Linked DNA regions of Zea mays: region 1 is linked to region 2. Evidence: chromatin contacts called from public Hi-C data. All regions are on one chromosome and are shown on one strand. Each heading gives the region's core, a stretch centred on a gene start, on an enhancer-like site or on the middle of the called end of the contact. The rest is flanking DNA. Distances are from core to core; before and after follow the strand shown.

The links. A called contact is a pair of places that touch in the nucleus more often than the background predicts.
Region 1: a Hi-C map of leaf shows a contact between it and region 2, with 4 times the contacts expected there. The contact joins the promoter of LOC103626499 here to the promoter of LOC100282629 in region 2. A contact is called at or near these places in 4 of 25 Hi-C or Micro-C datasets (bundle sheath, endosperm, leaf and 1 more).

Annotation. Positions count from the first base shown.
Region 1 is chr5:67,909,963-67,914,573 of Zm-B73-REFERENCE-NAM-5.0, forward strand. LOC103626499 reads left to right here and starts at 1,615. Exons shown (of 18, transcript XM_008646912.3): 1 at 1,615-2,931. The coding sequence starts at 2,077.
Region 2 is chr5:67,426,077-67,430,561 of Zm-B73-REFERENCE-NAM-5.0, forward strand. It overlaps LOC100282629 (Signal peptide peptidase-like 4), which reads right to left and starts at 2,549. Exons shown (of 14, transcript NM_001155537.2): 1 at 2,177-2,549; 2 at 1,874-2,032; 3 at 1,277-1,388; 4 at 972-1,091; 5 at 663-814; 6 at 376-558; 7 at 100-134. The coding sequence starts at 2,305.

The DNA.
Region 1 (4,611 bases), core at 365-2,864, 480 kb after region 2:
AACGGATGAACGATCGAACGATCGAACGAACGAACCATGAACGATCGGACGAACGAACGAACAAACTAAGAACAGGGGGACGAACGATCGAAGAACGACCGAACGATCCTTGTGCTAGTGTGTGCTTGTGTGGAACATGGAGTGGGTGTGTGTGGGGGGGGGGGGGGGGGGGAAGAGAGTTGCCATGAAATGGCTTGGGGTGGGATGAGAGGAGGCCCTTGCCCCTCTATTTATAGCCATGATGGGGGGATTAGGGGGAGGGATGAGAGGATTAGTGGGAGGATGAGAGGATTAGTGGGAGATTAGCATGGATTTGTCTTATATGAGTGTAATTAGCTTGTAGAGCTCATCGTATGACACTGGAGGCATACGTATACGTATGAGCATGAGGAAAGTTATGAAGAAAATATTTGTAGGGACTTGAAAAATGATTTTGAAGGTATTTCTTAGGAAGAAAATACTTGGAGATATATCGGTGGAATATTCTGGCAGTATTTCTGGAAAGAATTTGAGGGGGCCACTGGGGAAATATCTGGGTAGTATTTCTCGAAACAATTTGAGGGGGGATCACTGGGGAAATATTTGTAGGATATTTGAGGAGGATTTTGGAGAGAATATAGACCACTATATTTTATTTGTTGATATCAACTCGCAAACAAACATTCTGAAATGAAATTTGAAATTCATTTTGAATTTAGAGCGAGTTCGAGAAAATTTCAAGATTTGAAATTTTGGGATGCTACATTATCCTAAGTCCAATAACAACATTTAGCGGTCCAAAATGCATTACATGGCACAATTTCATGGTTCAAATACATTACATGTCATAGTTTTATAGTTCACAAATACCATCAAAGATACAATACATCTTCCGATGAAGATTATTTCCACAGGTGTGCATTCCACTGATCATGTGTCGTATTATACTAATACTTTGCTCACGCATCAACTACGCCTTTACTTCGCCCAAGTCTACCAGATCCACGTAGAAGTGTACTCCACGAGCCCACCAACATTTGGTAGTACTTAGGCTCCTCCCATTGGGACACCCACCTCATCGATTTTCGAGTCACTTCACCGACCGAATAATTCACATGCAGAAGAAGGGTGAAGATGAATATTGTCTTTCATTGCTATAACCAGGGGTACAATATGCTTACCGTAGGCCGTCATGTCCCATCCCGTGAACGTGGTCCTACGCTCCCCAGGTGTGTCGTGATCTTTGCTTTTATGTAGTGTCTTCTCCTTTCTAGAAAGTGTTCTCCTAAACATGGCACGAACATCCCCTTGGGAGGAGCCATCACCTGTCTCATACATGTCACTGCTCCCCTTCCTTGGAAGGTGTTGCTTGAAACGTGTAACAACACCCATTTTACTGTTTCTTACAATACTTGGACTTAAATTCGAGATATATATTGTTCCTATATTTCTAAACCGGATCGATCCGATCCAACATCCCTAAAAATAGTAATAATATTAAATATTATTACAAGTAGTAGTACCAAACTACCAATGCTAAAAAGATTTAAAATTTAAAGGAAGAAAATCCGTGAAACCTAGCTATCAGAGCCCCCATTTTATCTCTATCCGGGACCGATTAATACTAATCAACAAAATCGTCGGATTTTTTTTTATTTTTTCGAAACTTGTTTCATTTTTAGTTTAAACTCTATTGCATATTTTCAAATTTAGTTTTAGTGAAAATCTTAAAGTAGCCCATAGTATTTGTATAAAAACTGTCATCATTTTTTTCTTCAAAATTTATAAAATATCTCAAAATTAAATGAGTAAATTGATGATACGGCTTTATCCACCGTCATCTAGTTCGTGAACCTTGGTTCTGTCGATGCAGCTCATCAATTCCATTCCCAGCTCCGGAAAATCGAGAAATTTCGATTGGTTATTTGATTTGATTTGATTCTGGCCGTGCCGAACCCTAGCTTCCATCTCGGTCCAATCTCAGTTCCACATATTGTTACTCCTCGGCAGCAGAGGAGGCCGTCGTGGAATGAGTTGAGGATGACGGCATACTACTCGTGCTCCTAGGAAAGGTCAGGGAAAGGAAGAATTCGAGCCATGGAGGACGAGGCGGACGGCGGCGGCGAATCCTTCGTGCTGCGCTCCGGCGTCCGCGCGGGCCTCAAGCGCGAATTCGCCTTCGCCATCGCCTCGCAGGCCGTCCTTTCGTCCTCATACGCACCCCTGGGCCGCACCCGCCGCTCATCCCGCATCCTCAACCCATCGGCCGCTTCGACCCCCTCCGTCGCCGGCGCCGCCGTCTCGACATCCTCCTCCTCAACCCCCGACACAAAGCCAAAAGCCAAGCGCCCGCGCCCACCAGATCCTCCCCCTCCCCCTCCCTTCCCCCCTCCACCAGACTATGCCCCTGCCCCCGGAGAAGACCATGACGGGGCCGCTGTCGGCCCCGTGCTCGCCTTGATGGCTGCTGCTGGGCCCAGCCCTCCGCCGACGCCTTTGACTCCGCAACCCCATGCCGACGCGGATGCGGATCCCGCACACCTCGCCAACATCATCATTCCGCCGGAGTCGTCGCCCAGGCGCATCACGCGCTCCATGCTCCAGCCCAAGTCTCGCCTTCCTACCGCCGCTCGTTCTCCTGACAATGCGGCACCGCTCAAACCAAAACTGGAACCGCCGGAAGAGGAGGATGGCAAGCCGGTTCCAGCGTTGAGGCGCTTCACCAGATCACTACTGGTCAAGGACAAGGACAGCAACGACGACGACCTCTCAGGCACCACCACCGCCAGCAATGCCTCCTCCCCTTCGCCCAAAACCAACACCACAAGTACCAGCAGGAGCAGCAACAAGGGGAATAAGAATACAAACAAGATTCCCACCAACCTCAGGGAGCTGCTCGCCACCGGCATGCTCGAAGGTCAGCCCGTCAAGTACATCATGAGGAAAGGCAAGGTATGTATGTCGCCATACTCTCTATTTACTGACCCACTGTTAAATCGCAAATCTGTTCCCTTCACTCTTCTTTCTTACTATAAGAGACGCCAGCAAAAATAATATCCAACGAAAAAAATAATCTAAAATGGAATGCACGTTTGGCAATGATTTCATTTCATACACTGTCAAGGCGTCAGGTGCATCCAAGTAATAAGACATTGCTGGATAGGTTAGTACTCTCTTCATTCCAAAATGTAAGCCATTCCTGCTTTTATAGATACATAGTTTTTGCAATTTGGAACGGAGGGTGTATAAAGTAACAAAACCAATAAAACAATAAGTGCTTTGTCACCTCTGACATGAGCATGGCCTTCTCGGCAAAAAGAAAGAACGAAAAACGTGACACATTATGGTGAATGCAAGATGTGATATCTATTTGCTGCTTTGGATGCTACAATATCTTTTCTAGAACGCGCAGGAGACCCGCGCATCTTTATATTAGAGAGAGAGAACCATACAACGGGGTCACAACCCAAACAAAAGAAAAGAAAAAAAGAGAAGAAAACAAACAAACAAAAGAGAAGAAAGGAAAAGGATTACAGGAGAGCAAAAGGGCTCGATCCGACACTTCTCATGAAGCAATCTAGCCCAAGCTGACCCAAACCTTTGGCGCCAGCCATGATCCAGCAAGCAAGTTCATCATTGAACTGCTGCTGTACCTTCTGGATGGAGGGAAGATCCCCATAAAAAAACAGTTCTATTCCTCTGCAGCCATAGGCACCAGCACCCAAAATGATGGCACTATTGATCCCTTTTCGCTGTTCTTTCCTTACGCGGTTGCTGGTCCTCCTCCACCATTCCTCAAACGAATCATCTTCAGCCCTAGGGGAGAGGTGACCCATCCCTAGAGAAGAAAAGAGGTGAAACCAGAATTGCCGGGCGAAGACACAGCTAGTGAGGATGTGCTGCACCGTTTCACTCTCCTGGTCGCACAAGGGGCAACTATCCCGGTACGGTAGCCCTCTTTTCCCTAGACTAGATGAGTACCCGTGCGTTGCAACGGGGATATATAATAACATAATAACTTATATACAAAATGTGTCTATATTGTTATAAGAAAATGTTTCATAATCCATTTGTAATCCTAGCCATACATAAATTTTGTTATTTTAATTTAGCTGTTTCACTACTACATTACAACCATCAGTATCATGCAGACTTCGATATATGCCACGATTTGTATGGTCTCATCATTGAAGAGCACGTGCCACACCTGCCGGTAGAAGTTCCCTCGTACATTATCAGTCATCAGGTAGGCACCACCATACACGCTTGCTTAATCAAAAAAAGCAAGTGTATGTGTTTGCGAATAAAATTAAAGGCAGGCCGACACAAAAGCTACCCCGACGATGACGAGTGGTCATTGTTGTCGGTTCTCCTCTGCGTCACCTCTGGCGCCAAGATGACGCCATAGTCCTTGATATAGTAGTCGTCGAACGCGCACGACATGGCGAGTACCGATGAATCTTGGTTGGGCCGCCAAACGAAGTGCACCCCGGACTCATCAGCGAGGTAATACATCTAGCCGTTGCACCACCGGATGTGCTACTCCTCTATATACATCTTGTTCGAGGACACTCACACAATGTCAGCAACGACCGTCGTCCCAGCGCACAAGAACTCATGGCTGGTCAGTAG
Region 2 (4,485 bases), core at 1,299-3,798:
GTTTAGTCAGAATTAGTATTTGTTTAGTGAAACAAATTAAGCAGGTCTTGAACAGAATGGTTCACTTAAACATATCCCCAAGACAAACCACCACTGTACCTTGATAACAGAGCCACCAAGCATGTTTGTAGACCCTGCATAAACAAAAACAAAGGCTTCATCTCAAGAAAGGAAAAGTAGTAAAAGATTAACTCCAAGAACAGTTCCCTTAGCAATCAATTAGCAATGCAGTTTTGTTCAGTGGACCAGCTGCAGACCATCCCGTTATGCCATTTCAAGGTACTTGTACCATGGAATAGAGAGTAAGAGAACCTAATATGATAACATGTATTTCGAATTACGTTTCTAAAAGTAAACTGATAGTTAGAAATGCACCTCTACACCGCCAATGCAGAAGATTACCACCAGTAGCTCCACAAACCAGTAAGACATCAGTTTGTAAAGCATTATTAAGAAGCATGACGCAACCACCACAAACATTATCGCTGATGCCACATTGATATCTACCATGCCACTAGAACCTCTGGCCTCAACATTCAGTAGGTCTTCATGGCCATCCTTAACAATAAGTGCATTTGTCAGTACATTATTTTTAGTTGAAGCCATATTGGAGCTTGAGGACCGACCAATAAGTGCAAGTGTCATGGCATAGAGATCAGAACCTTGAGGAGCTTCTCTTGTTCAATAACTGCTTCTCTAGCACTCCATGCTGACCAGTAGGAAGCACCAAGTACTGTGCCAACAGCCATAAGCCATAGAAACACCTCTGCAGTGTCAACTACAGGTCGATCTGGAGAGTAAAGCTGCACAGAAACTAAGGAAGAGACAAGGATAAGTCAGTACATGGTAAGCTATTTCAGATAGAACAAAGGACAAGTCCACATAAAGGTGAAGGGTCAGTTAAGTGTTAACACCTTTATGTTTCAAATGGAAATTAAAATGCTGGTGACAACGGTAAGTTAACATTTTACCTGTGTTACCATTTGTAAGAAGTGTATGTAAAGCAGAACCTGCATCTTTTGGTAGGAGAACTGCAGGTATATTTATGTCAAGGTCGGTTTCATTCTTTTCGCAGACCATCTTGTACAATTCTGTAGAGTAAATGCATGATAGAATTAGTGAAACCAAATACTGATACAAGTTGATCATTTTAATATCCTAAAAACGTAATGCAAGGTGTTGTTGGAGGAACATGGCTAGGATAATACATAACATTTTTACAAGAAGCAATGCCACAAGTTATAGATAGGGAAACAAGACAGCGCTCAAAACGCACCGTGGACATGGTTTATGATTACTATAGCAGAAGCACCAGCAGCTTCAGCAAACTTTGCTTTCTTTGTGAATTTGCACTTTCCCCTTTGAACTAAAAGAACATCTCCAGGAACCTAGAACGAGAATGAAACAATTAGAGGACAGAGCCACTAGGGGTTAGAAGATAGGCTGCAATAACTTAAGTTGCGGTTAGATTATAGGGATGAAAACAGATTCTTATTCGGATATCAATTGTTTTGATCTTTTTTCTTTGATTGTGAATAAATAGAATATATAATATGCTATACAAATTTGTATTCTTGTTTTTAGCATTGAGCTTGTAAACATTCATAAAAGGTAAATCTCAAATTTATTATATATCTTCTCAAACGATAGATATAAAATTCGGATACGGATACATATACTTTTACACTTTTTTGTTGTTGTAGGGAGTAAATAATGCATAAAACAATTTTATGCAAAATTTTATTCTTGTAGTAATGTGATTGATAACATAGGAAAAGGTCAATATCGAATTTCATACATATCTATTTTAAAATATTAAATTTATCCTAACAATTCGGTTACCCACTTTCATCACTAGTTGGATAATACCCACCTTATGTTTCGGAGGAGAGCAGCAGTCCATAGGGTCTGCCAGCGTGAGTTTAGTTCGGTTTGCGTGCTTCTCCTTGGAGACGATTTTTGGACCAAACCGAGCACCGACGCCAACAAACTCGCCACCCTCTTTGCCATTGACCCAGCTTTGCACTTTTACCTTGACAAATAGTACAAAGAAATGGAGAATCGATTTCAGTACTAAACAGAAACATTTGTGTGTGTGTTGGGGGGGGGGGGGGGGGGGGGGGGGGCAGCTGCTTAATTAAGGGTTAGGGAAAAGGCTAAGACTTTGTGATCTTACCAGGATAAAATCGTTGGAGCATCCAGGGATCTTGGGTGCCTCGTCATCGTGGTGGACGATATCACCGCCGGCCGCTGCCCCCGCCAGCGCTGACACCGTGAGCACCACCAACACCGCCGCCGCGGCCATGTTCTCTCCCTCTCTCAAACCACCCCCAAGAGCAAGAGGCCTGCTTTGACCCTCGCCGGAAATGGAAGGGGATGGAGACGACGGAAGGTGACAGGAGAATCGCAGAATCGCCACCTGCCTCGCCGAGTGCCCTCCTCCGTTTGGGATTCGGGTTTAGGGTTAGATCGGATTCCGCGGTCTACTACTGTGCCCCCGTCTCTTTGTTCACTCGAAAAATTAACTGCTTGTCACGAGTTTGGGTACTATTGACCCCAGTCCACATATGTTGACTTAGATAGGATGTAATTTAAACTAATTTATACTTTAATCCACCTCAACACGATAATACATATGAATTTTGATCAATAATAAAGTACCCAAATAAAACCTTAAGGCCTCGTTCGGCAGATGTGAATCAAAACCGGATCAGTAACCAATCCAGCCACTTAATCATGGTCACTAGTCTGTTTCTTGGCTGGGAATCAATCCGAAAGGTGGATTGTCTGAGTTTGTTCCAGGCCAAAGATTAAAGGGTTAGCTCGAATTCAAGCGGTTTTCTTTTCGGCCAATATCAAAACGAATAGTTCTAGCAGGTGGAACCGGATTCCAAACCAGACTCGTTCATTCCGCCTGGAATACAGCTACGAACTGTCCAATCAGCTCAAAGCGAACGAGCACTAAGGGTGGTGTTTGAATGCCTCCAGATAGTTTATAATATTAATTTAATTAATTTTAAAAATATTTTTAATTTAAATAACAAATAAAATGACTTGTCTAAATGTCTTCTAAAAGCTTAGAGCTCCAGTTTCATTATTTTCTGGAGCACCTAATAATCTGTTTCACCAACTCCACCAAATTTACTGGAGTTAGAACTGCCCCAAACATAACCTTAGAAGTGGTGGCAAATTTTTACTATGTCATGACTGTGGTGTCAGTAACACAATGTAAATGGATGCTAAAGTAAAGTGGCGAAATATCAAATTCCTCTTGTTCACTCCCATCTCAGTCTTTCTCGACTCTTGTTTTTACCGACTACTCCGTCGGTCCTAGAACGATACATTTTATACCTAAGAAATTAAATAATTTTAAAATTAACTAAATTTAAAATATAATTAAAAATATGTAGCTAAGTGTACAAATTATCATAATTGACATACCAAAATAAACAAAACTACAATATATAAATCACAAATCAAAATCTCTACTACTTCTTAAGAATAGAGTGTAGGCATCCACGGTGCATGGTTCTGCCTTCCTCCCGTCCCACCGATCCGTCTTCCCCTTCCCCTAATCACGCACCCCCTACCCCGCGGATCCACTGCTGCCGCCCCCTATCGCGGGCAGGAGTCATATCTCCCTTCTCCTTCTTAAACACCATCGCCATCACCGTGCCGTTGTGGAGTCCTATCTCCCTCTCAAACGTCGGCACGCGGTGGATCTGCAACCCATGCCAGGATGTGGTCGGGGACAAGCTAGGGCGTGCCCTCCCGCCCCATCTCCCCCACCGAGGCTCTAGACCGCCATGCTTGTGTCTGCTGCGGGACGTCTATGCCGCCATCGCCCTCGCTCGGCCCCCTCCGCGCACGCACAAACCACTGTTCCCCCGCTCACTCCACCGATCCCCCTCCCCTCGGATCCTCCCTGCAAATTAGATCCCACCGAGTGCTCGCCCTGCCCGCGTCCCTCGCTGCTTCCCTACCTCGTCGCCTTAAGCAGCTCTAGAAATCCTCTGCCCAAACCACTGCCACCGCTAGCACCACCGTCGCTACCACTACTAGCAGCAGGATCTTCAAGGTGGTGTCGTGGAGCTACGCTGGGTACACGTTGCAGGAGTTGGGGCCAGTGGGCACAACGAACCTGAGCCGCACCAAGGTGCACATGCTCATGGCGGATCTCGCCGCTGACTTCCTGGGAACGCCTCGACCAGGACGACGACTCGATTCGCGAATGAAGCCAGTCGTAGTACTCCCTTCTCAGATCTGTGCAGTCGTGGTGCAGGAGCGCTCCTGGCACCCCGCCGCGTCGGTGGCTAGGGTCCCCTTGCCGGCGCTGGTGTCCAAGTCGCGCCAATCACCTCAACCGCGCTGGTGTCCTCCTCTGTCATATGTGCGTTCGTCCACCCTCCATTTGTAGATTTATCTGCATCTGCTCTTTGCGGATCGTCGAATCATTGTTCATGTCATATGTGTTCGAACCGTTTC